Linked DNA regions of Mus musculus: region 2 is linked to region 1. Evidence: chromatin contacts called from public promoter capture Hi-C data. All regions are on one chromosome and are shown on one strand. The core of a region is the stretch at or near the end of the contact, and the rest is flanking DNA. Distances in the headings are between cores, read along the strand shown. Region 1 overlaps Tjap1 (tight junction associated protein 1). Region 2 has its middle 24 kb from the start of Vegfa.

Region 1 (3,398 bases), core at 572-3,071:
GGTGAGAAGGGCTCCCAGCTGGGCCCCAGGAGGAGCACACTTGGCTAAGTGGGGTGGAGAGACTCAACAGCAGCCCACACTGTCCCTTGTAGGCAGAGAGCTGCACAGCATCCATCTTGCTCAAGTAGGTGAGGGTATAAGCAGCAGCAGTTCCTAGGCTGCTGTGCAGACTCCATTGGTCCACAAGGGCACTGCCACATTAGGCCGGCAGAGTGGACCTCTGGAAGCTCCAGGACTGGTCTACAGTGCACCTCAGGCCAATCCTACACACTGGAACTCTGCCTCAACAAACAAACAGAGAGACACTGCCAGTGACACACAGTTGCAATCTAAAGCACTGGGAAGGCAGATGCCAGCCTGGGCTACATAGCGAGACTGTCTAAAACAAAAACAGTGCTCAGCACTAGGCAATGTTAAGTTCAGGTTTTCCTTCCATAAATTGTGAACAAATCTTCTAAGTCTGGGGATAGCGACCCAGCCCAGGCTCCTGGATAAGGGTCTCCAAGCTTGAGAGTGCTCTCTGGACACTGCCAACAAAGGCCAAGCCCCTTTGGCCACACCTCCTTTCTGTGCTGGCTCCCACTGGAAGAGAGCACCTATATGGCTGCTCACCTACCAGCCTCCCAGAAGAGAACAAAGTATAGAATGCAGGCCTCATCGGGACATACCGTCTGTTCGCTGGCAGCTCTCTGTTCTGCTCTCCTGGAATCAGCCTTCGGCTCTCCACATCCCACGGCCCCTCTACTTCCTCTAGCCAAGAGCTCCTGAAACCAGAGAAGGGGAGAAAGTGGAAACCCGGTGTCAGCTGCCTGCCTGTCCAGTCTGGGACCTGAAGGCTCCCAGAAAACAGTAAGCAAAGAGACCACAGCACAGTGGGTCTTAGGAGCAAGCGACAGAGGTAGGAAGATCAATAGTCTGAGAGTAGCCTGCTTTATGAAGTGAAATCAACTCAAAAAGGAAACCAGCTAGCATTAACGAGTACCTGGCTTCCCCTAACAACGCCTGCGTGTTTATGTATGTACTTCGTACGCTGCCTCCGCTCAGCACATACCCTGCTCTGGAATAGGCCGGTACTGGTCTGTGTCCCATTCACTCCTAGGCTTCTCAGAGTCTACAGAGAGCTGGGAATCCTGGGGAATGCAGACTACAAATGAGACTACAAAGGGCCTGGCAAAGGAGCAAGATGACGATGGTACGGCAGACCCCCTAGCAATGACTAAATGAGCCCAGAGACCATTTCTGTGTACCACAGTGTACAATAAACTTGCCAATGAGCGAAGGCAGACCCGAGAAACAAAATCCAAACCTCAGCAGTTCAGAGCAGTGATTCTCAACCAGGGTGAGTTTACCCCCTGCTTCTCCCAGGGTTAACAGGCAAATGTCTAGAGACATTTTTAATTTTCACAATCTGCAGATGGGGAGGTACTACCGGTGAGTCAAAGTCAGAATATCGACTAAACCTACCACACACAGGGCAGCCAGCATACCGGAGGTGGCAAGGCAAAGGTCACCAGCCCTGAGGCCGAGAACCGCTAGTCTATAAACCGTAACTGTGGGGGGCTGGCAAGAAGGCTCAGTAGGTAACGATGCTTGCTGCAAAGCCTGATGACCTCCACAAGCACACTGTGCTTAAGTAAGTACCGACACACGCTCAAAAGAGAAAACATTTAACCCCGAGCCCGGGGAGCTGAGGCCCAAGGCTGCTCCAGCATCTCCAAGCGCTTGGATAACGTGCTCCCCACTGCCAAAGCCTGCTCTACACACACCACTGCCAATGGCTGGGCCAAGTGAGCTGCCAAGTCCCCTCAGCTTCCCGGGATTGAGGCGTACCTGTAATAAGCTGGGCTGCCGCATGGGGGCAGCAGCCGCCAGTGATCAGTGCAAACAGTAACCCTAGGTGGCTTTCTGAGCATTTAAAAAAAAAAAATACAAACCTCTTCCTACCCCCATCAACCCAAACAGAGCTACAGAGCTGGGGGCTGAAGGCGGTCTTGCGGGCTAAAGCATGTGTTCCTACTGTTGGGACATGCCCTGGCCATGACTCCTGTCACATTCCAGCAGGCCTGGGGCAGCAGGGTGGGGGCAGAGGAGGGCGGGGAAGCAGGAGTAGGACTCTCCTCTCTAAGGTTCCTGGCCTGGATTTGGGGGAGAGCTTGTAATAGTGAAGCACGAGCCACCAGCCTCCGCCCCGTTGACAGGAGGCAGAACGTGTCCCCACAGGGCACAAGCAGCATGCTGTCAGGCTGACTCCCTGCACAGGAATCTGGGAGGGCCAGAAAGGACACCACATTCCTGGGGTGAGAGAACAAACAACATACAACCACAGGGGCTGTCCTCCAGAGGGCCTCGCCCCAGTAGGTGCTCAACCTGGAGTAGGGATCTAACCACAGAGACTCCTGTGGCCTGAGGGAGGGGACCTAGAAAAGTCCCAGAGCACTGTAGGTTAACCAGGGCCTAACATTTGAAGGTGTGGATGTGTGGGTGTGTATGCCTGGGAAACCAGGTAGGACCAAGGCCGTTGACTAAAGAGGAGCCAGGCAAAGCTTCTAGAAACTGATGGGAGCTTCCAGGAGCTGGCCTTCTCCCCACAGGGCCAGCTCTCGATGGCACTTTTTGTTTGTCTGTTCCAGAAGGCAGAGGAACCCTTCACTTGGCAGGCTCCCTGGTGTGATTTGCCACCTTAGCCTGTTTTACTTACCTACCCAACTCCTGCCAAGGCTCGCATTCTCTTCTAGGGACCAGGGCACTTGTGACAACAGTGGACAGGCAGGGCGGACTGAGACACTTTCAGGGTAATTCTATATGTGGGCAGACATGCCTCACTGAGGTGCCATATCCTATAGCTTGCCCTGCCGTGACGGTAAGTCAGGGCTGCAACTATGAGCACATTTTTTCTTCTCTGAGGCTAGAGGCAATCAAACAGATGTCTGGGTTGGGGGATGGTGTGGGTGTGGCGAGGACACAAAGAGCAGATGAGACTCTAAGGATGGAGGTGGGGTGAAAGGTTACTTCTAGCAGTGTCACGAGGGGAGAAACATTCCTGACTAGAGAAGCAGGGGTGATCCACTGAGAACACTGAGAACCTACTGGGTTCCCCAACCCCACACCTCGAGGCAGATCTGTGCCACTCCCTGTCCCAGGTCCATAAATATCAGGGCATGTTGGGACACCTGAACCTCTGCTTCCATTTCCACAATCTACTGACTTCCCTGGATCTTGCCCGTGAGGGACCGCACTGGACAGACTATGGGCCTAGCATCACTACCCTGGACTATAGGACAGGCCTGGGAAGAACAAGGTCCATTTGGACCTGGTGGTCCCCAGCTGGGAGAGGATAACACGGTGAGTTAGAAGCCATCAGAGCACTTACACCAGGAGCCTCAGCTACCAGTTGCTGC
Region 2 (3,398 bases), core at 461-2,960, 210 kb before region 1:
ACTGGCTCAGTCTCTGTGTGCTCTCTCTTGCTGTGCATGGACACCTTGACCAAAAGCAATCTGAGGAGGAAAACCCATTTCCGCTTCCAGGGAGGCCAGGAGCGGAGGCTGGAGGCTGAAGCAGAAACCATAGAGGAAACACACGACAGTGTCAGCCAGGTGTGGTGGAGCACACTGTTAAGCCCAGCACTGGGGAAGCAGAGGCAGGCAGGTCTCTTGAGTTCGAGGCCAGCCTGATCTACAGATTGAGTTCCTGGACAGGACTATGTATATATGAAGAGACCCTGCCTCTAACAAACAATAAAAAGTAAAACAGGTAAGACAGCCTCTCTCTCTCTCTCTCTCTCTCTCTCTCTCACACACACACACACACACACACACACACACAAGCACAGCCGATCCAATGGAAGTAATTCTTCACCTGAAATTTCCTCTTCCTATGCTATTCCGGTTTGTGTCAGGTTGATGATTTAAAAAAAAAAAACAAAAAACAAAAAACATGCCGGGCATGGTGGCATGGTGGCGCATGCCTTTAATCCAAGCACTTGGGAGGCAGAGGCAGGCAGATTTCTAAGTTCGAGGCCAGCCTGGTCTACAAAGTGAGTTCCAGGACAGCCAGGGCAACACAGAGAAACCCTGTCTCAAAAACAAAACAACAACAACAAAAACAAAACAAGTAACACACCAACAGACTTTCATGTGCATATGAAATCTATGTACCAAAAACTGTGGTAGCCATGAATCCATACGCGAAGGGGAGGCTCAGCAATTAAGAGCACGTGCTGCTCTTCCCGAGGGCCAGAGCTTGGTTCCCATTCCCTATGTCAGGCAGTGCGACAGCTCCAGTCTTCAAGAGCACTCACATGCATGTATGCATATGCGGACACAAACACAGATGTATATGCGTAAATAATTTTGCTTAAGAGTTGACATTCAATGAACCAAGTTCCTCATGTACCAGGAACCGCATTGCTGGCTCTGCACGTCTAATAACGTCAAGTGTTCTAAGTAAACAGCATTGGCTGCAGGGAGGGAGGAATGTGTACAAGAGAGACGCTGATGAAAATGTTTTTAACTTTAGTTCGATTCTCTGACACACATTTTTCACATTCTCCCACATCTCTGAAATCAGGATGTCCCTTGCAACCAGTAACAAGAAGGCACTGTGTCATAGTTTAGTTAGGCAGCCTGCATCTGGTTTGGATAAAATATACCATCTAGGCAAACTAACTATGCTTTTTCAACTGACAGTGGGTGACACATGGAACCTGTATTGTGGATTTCAAGTTTGTGGGGGCACCGGGGTGTAGAGCATGTGTCATCCATCAATCTGAGAGTTTTCTGGGGAAGAGGCCCTTTCCTCCCCAGAGCTCTGCCACAGCCCAAGCCTAGCACAGCCAGCCCCAAACCCGGGCTGATGGAAGCAAAGGAAACTGTGAGCCTCCACTGAAGCCCTTCTCGTTAGAGAAGGAAGAACCCAGGGAGAAGCCATTCCCTGCAGCCCCCAGGGGGAATAGAGGTGAAAGGGAAGGGGAGGATTGCCCCACTCCTCTCCAGGAACCTCAGGCCAATGGAAACATGCTGGCTGGCTTCAGTCACTCGGCGACCAGCCATCCGGGCTAACTAGGAGCCAATTGTAAACCCAGCACAAATGCCGGCCTAGCCTCTTCCAACTTAGGCTGTGTTTACCTGCCAAAACATGCCCCCATTGGCCTTGCCCTCTGCCCTCCGGCTGGCCCAGGCAGGGCAAAGGCTTAAAATGCCAGCCCCAGTGTAAAGCTAAGGAAGCCGATCTCTGAAGCCCTATGTGACCCACCCCGGGCTGAGCAGTTCCCTGAACCTGCCCTCTGGGCCCCACCAGGAGGCAGGGGATCTCCAGGGGCAAGGGGGTAAGAGGAAGGGAGAAGTGGCTTGTGCCAGGGACTCTCCTACTTGGTCAGAGATTGCCACCACCTCCTTCTCTTTGCCCTCTTTTCCCAGGACTCATTCATCCAGTTAAAGGCCTGTCTTCTACTTCCTATACATTTGTCCTGGAATCTGAGGGGCTCATAAACGTTCGCCGACCACTACAACAGATGCCTAAACTCAGAGAGATAATGCCTTGTCCCTCCTAGCCTGACCTGGGGGTGGGGCCTCTTTATTTAGGGGATGCGAGTCCTTCCTTATCCTTTAGGATTAGTGTCTTCCTTAACAAGGTCCAAGACTAGGGTTCAAGGACTAGGAAAGGAAGCTTTCTTTAGACCTGGGTAGGGAGATGCACTTCAGCCCATGCTGCCTTGGTCCTTCCTGCCCACTCCCTGCCTTGGGAGGTTAACTACTAGACCCTGCTAGGGTGCAAATGGGAGCCTAAAAGAACAGTTTGCCACCCCCCTCCAACACACACACACACACACACACACACACACATACTGTGGCCTCCAGGGCTATGAAACCATGCTCTTCCAGAGCCGCACAGAATCCCCACTCAGCCTTCAGCCCTGGAGCCTGGCCCTGCAGCCTGTCTAACACCAGAGGCCTACAGGTGGATTTCTCGGCTATTTTCCTTCCTCACCTGCCCAGGGATGCAGAAGTGGGCCAAGAGCCAATCTAGTGCTCCTACGCCCAGCCCAGCATCCCCAGCCCAGAACTATCTTAGTTGCTATACAGATTGCAACATAAGCTATCAAAGGGGAAACTGGGGTCCAGAGAAGCAACTTGCTGGGTGTCACTCACTCCCAGGGAGTCTGCTTCTTGATCTTAGAGGAATCTTGATCCTTAGGCTACTCTTGAAAGGCTGAAGGGTAGAACTCAAGTGTAAGACTGAGTCTTGAGGTTGAAGCTCTCTCTCTCTCCCTCTCTCTCTCTCTCTCTCTCTCATGTTCTCTCTAATTGTTTTTGTTTTCTAATGGTTTGGGGTTTTGCTTGCTTTTGAGTTTTGGTTTGGTTTGATTTGGTTTTGATTTTTTGTGGGGGAGGGATTTAGATAGGGTCCCACTATATAGCCCTGACTGGCTTAGAATGTGTCACTATGGAGACCAGGTTGACCTGGAATTCCAAGATCAGCCTGCCTCTGACTCCAGAGTTCTGTACTTTGAGGTGTGTGCATCACATTAGCCAGCTCCCCCTCCCCCACAGTCTCACGTATTTCAGACTAGTCTCAAATACACTGTGTCGCTGAGGGTTGCCTTGGCTCCTGATCCTCCTGCCTCAACCTCTCAAGTTTGGGGTACAGGTATCCATTACCTTGCATGGCTCCGGAATGAGGTGCTGGGGTTGACCCAAGATCAGAAGGAGGGGCTGGTTCTGTCTTGCCAGGTGTGCTGAATAGTTTTATGTCAACTCGACAGAGCTAGAGTCATCAAAGGGGAGTAAGCCTCAATTGAGAAAAATCCCTACATTAAGATCCAGCTGTAGGGCAC

What was found. Capture Hi-C pulls out chosen DNA fragments and counts their contacts.
Region 2: a contact with region 1 is called in a promoter capture Hi-C map of liver. The contact joins two enhancer-like sites. A contact is called at or near these places in 1 of 484 Hi-C or Micro-C datasets (cortical neurons), 1 of 115 datasets of contacts at active chromatin or transcription factors (pancreatic cancer cells) and 2 of 9 other capture datasets (adipose tissue and liver).

The regions. Positions count from the first base shown.
Region 1 is chr17:46,264,215-46,267,612 of GRCm38.p6, forward strand. Tjap1 (tight junction associated protein 1) reads right to left here. Exons shown (of 10, transcript NM_001252474.1): 3 at 669-764. Among named protein-coding and RNA genes, the nearest start is that of Lrrc73, 12 kb to the left of the region's middle. Within about 2 kb of position 1,822, at least 119 of the 459 cell types and tissues checked have an H3K27ac peak or open chromatin away from gene starts, as enhancers often do. A contact at or near this core is called in liver, where this site is marked.
Region 2 is chr17:46,054,876-46,058,273 of GRCm38.p6, forward strand. No RefSeq gene overlaps it. Among named protein-coding and RNA genes, the nearest start is that of Vegfa, 24 kb to the left of the region's middle. Within about 2 kb of position 1,711, at least 18 of the 459 cell types and tissues checked have an H3K27ac peak or open chromatin away from gene starts, as enhancers often do. A contact at or near this core is called in liver, where this site is marked.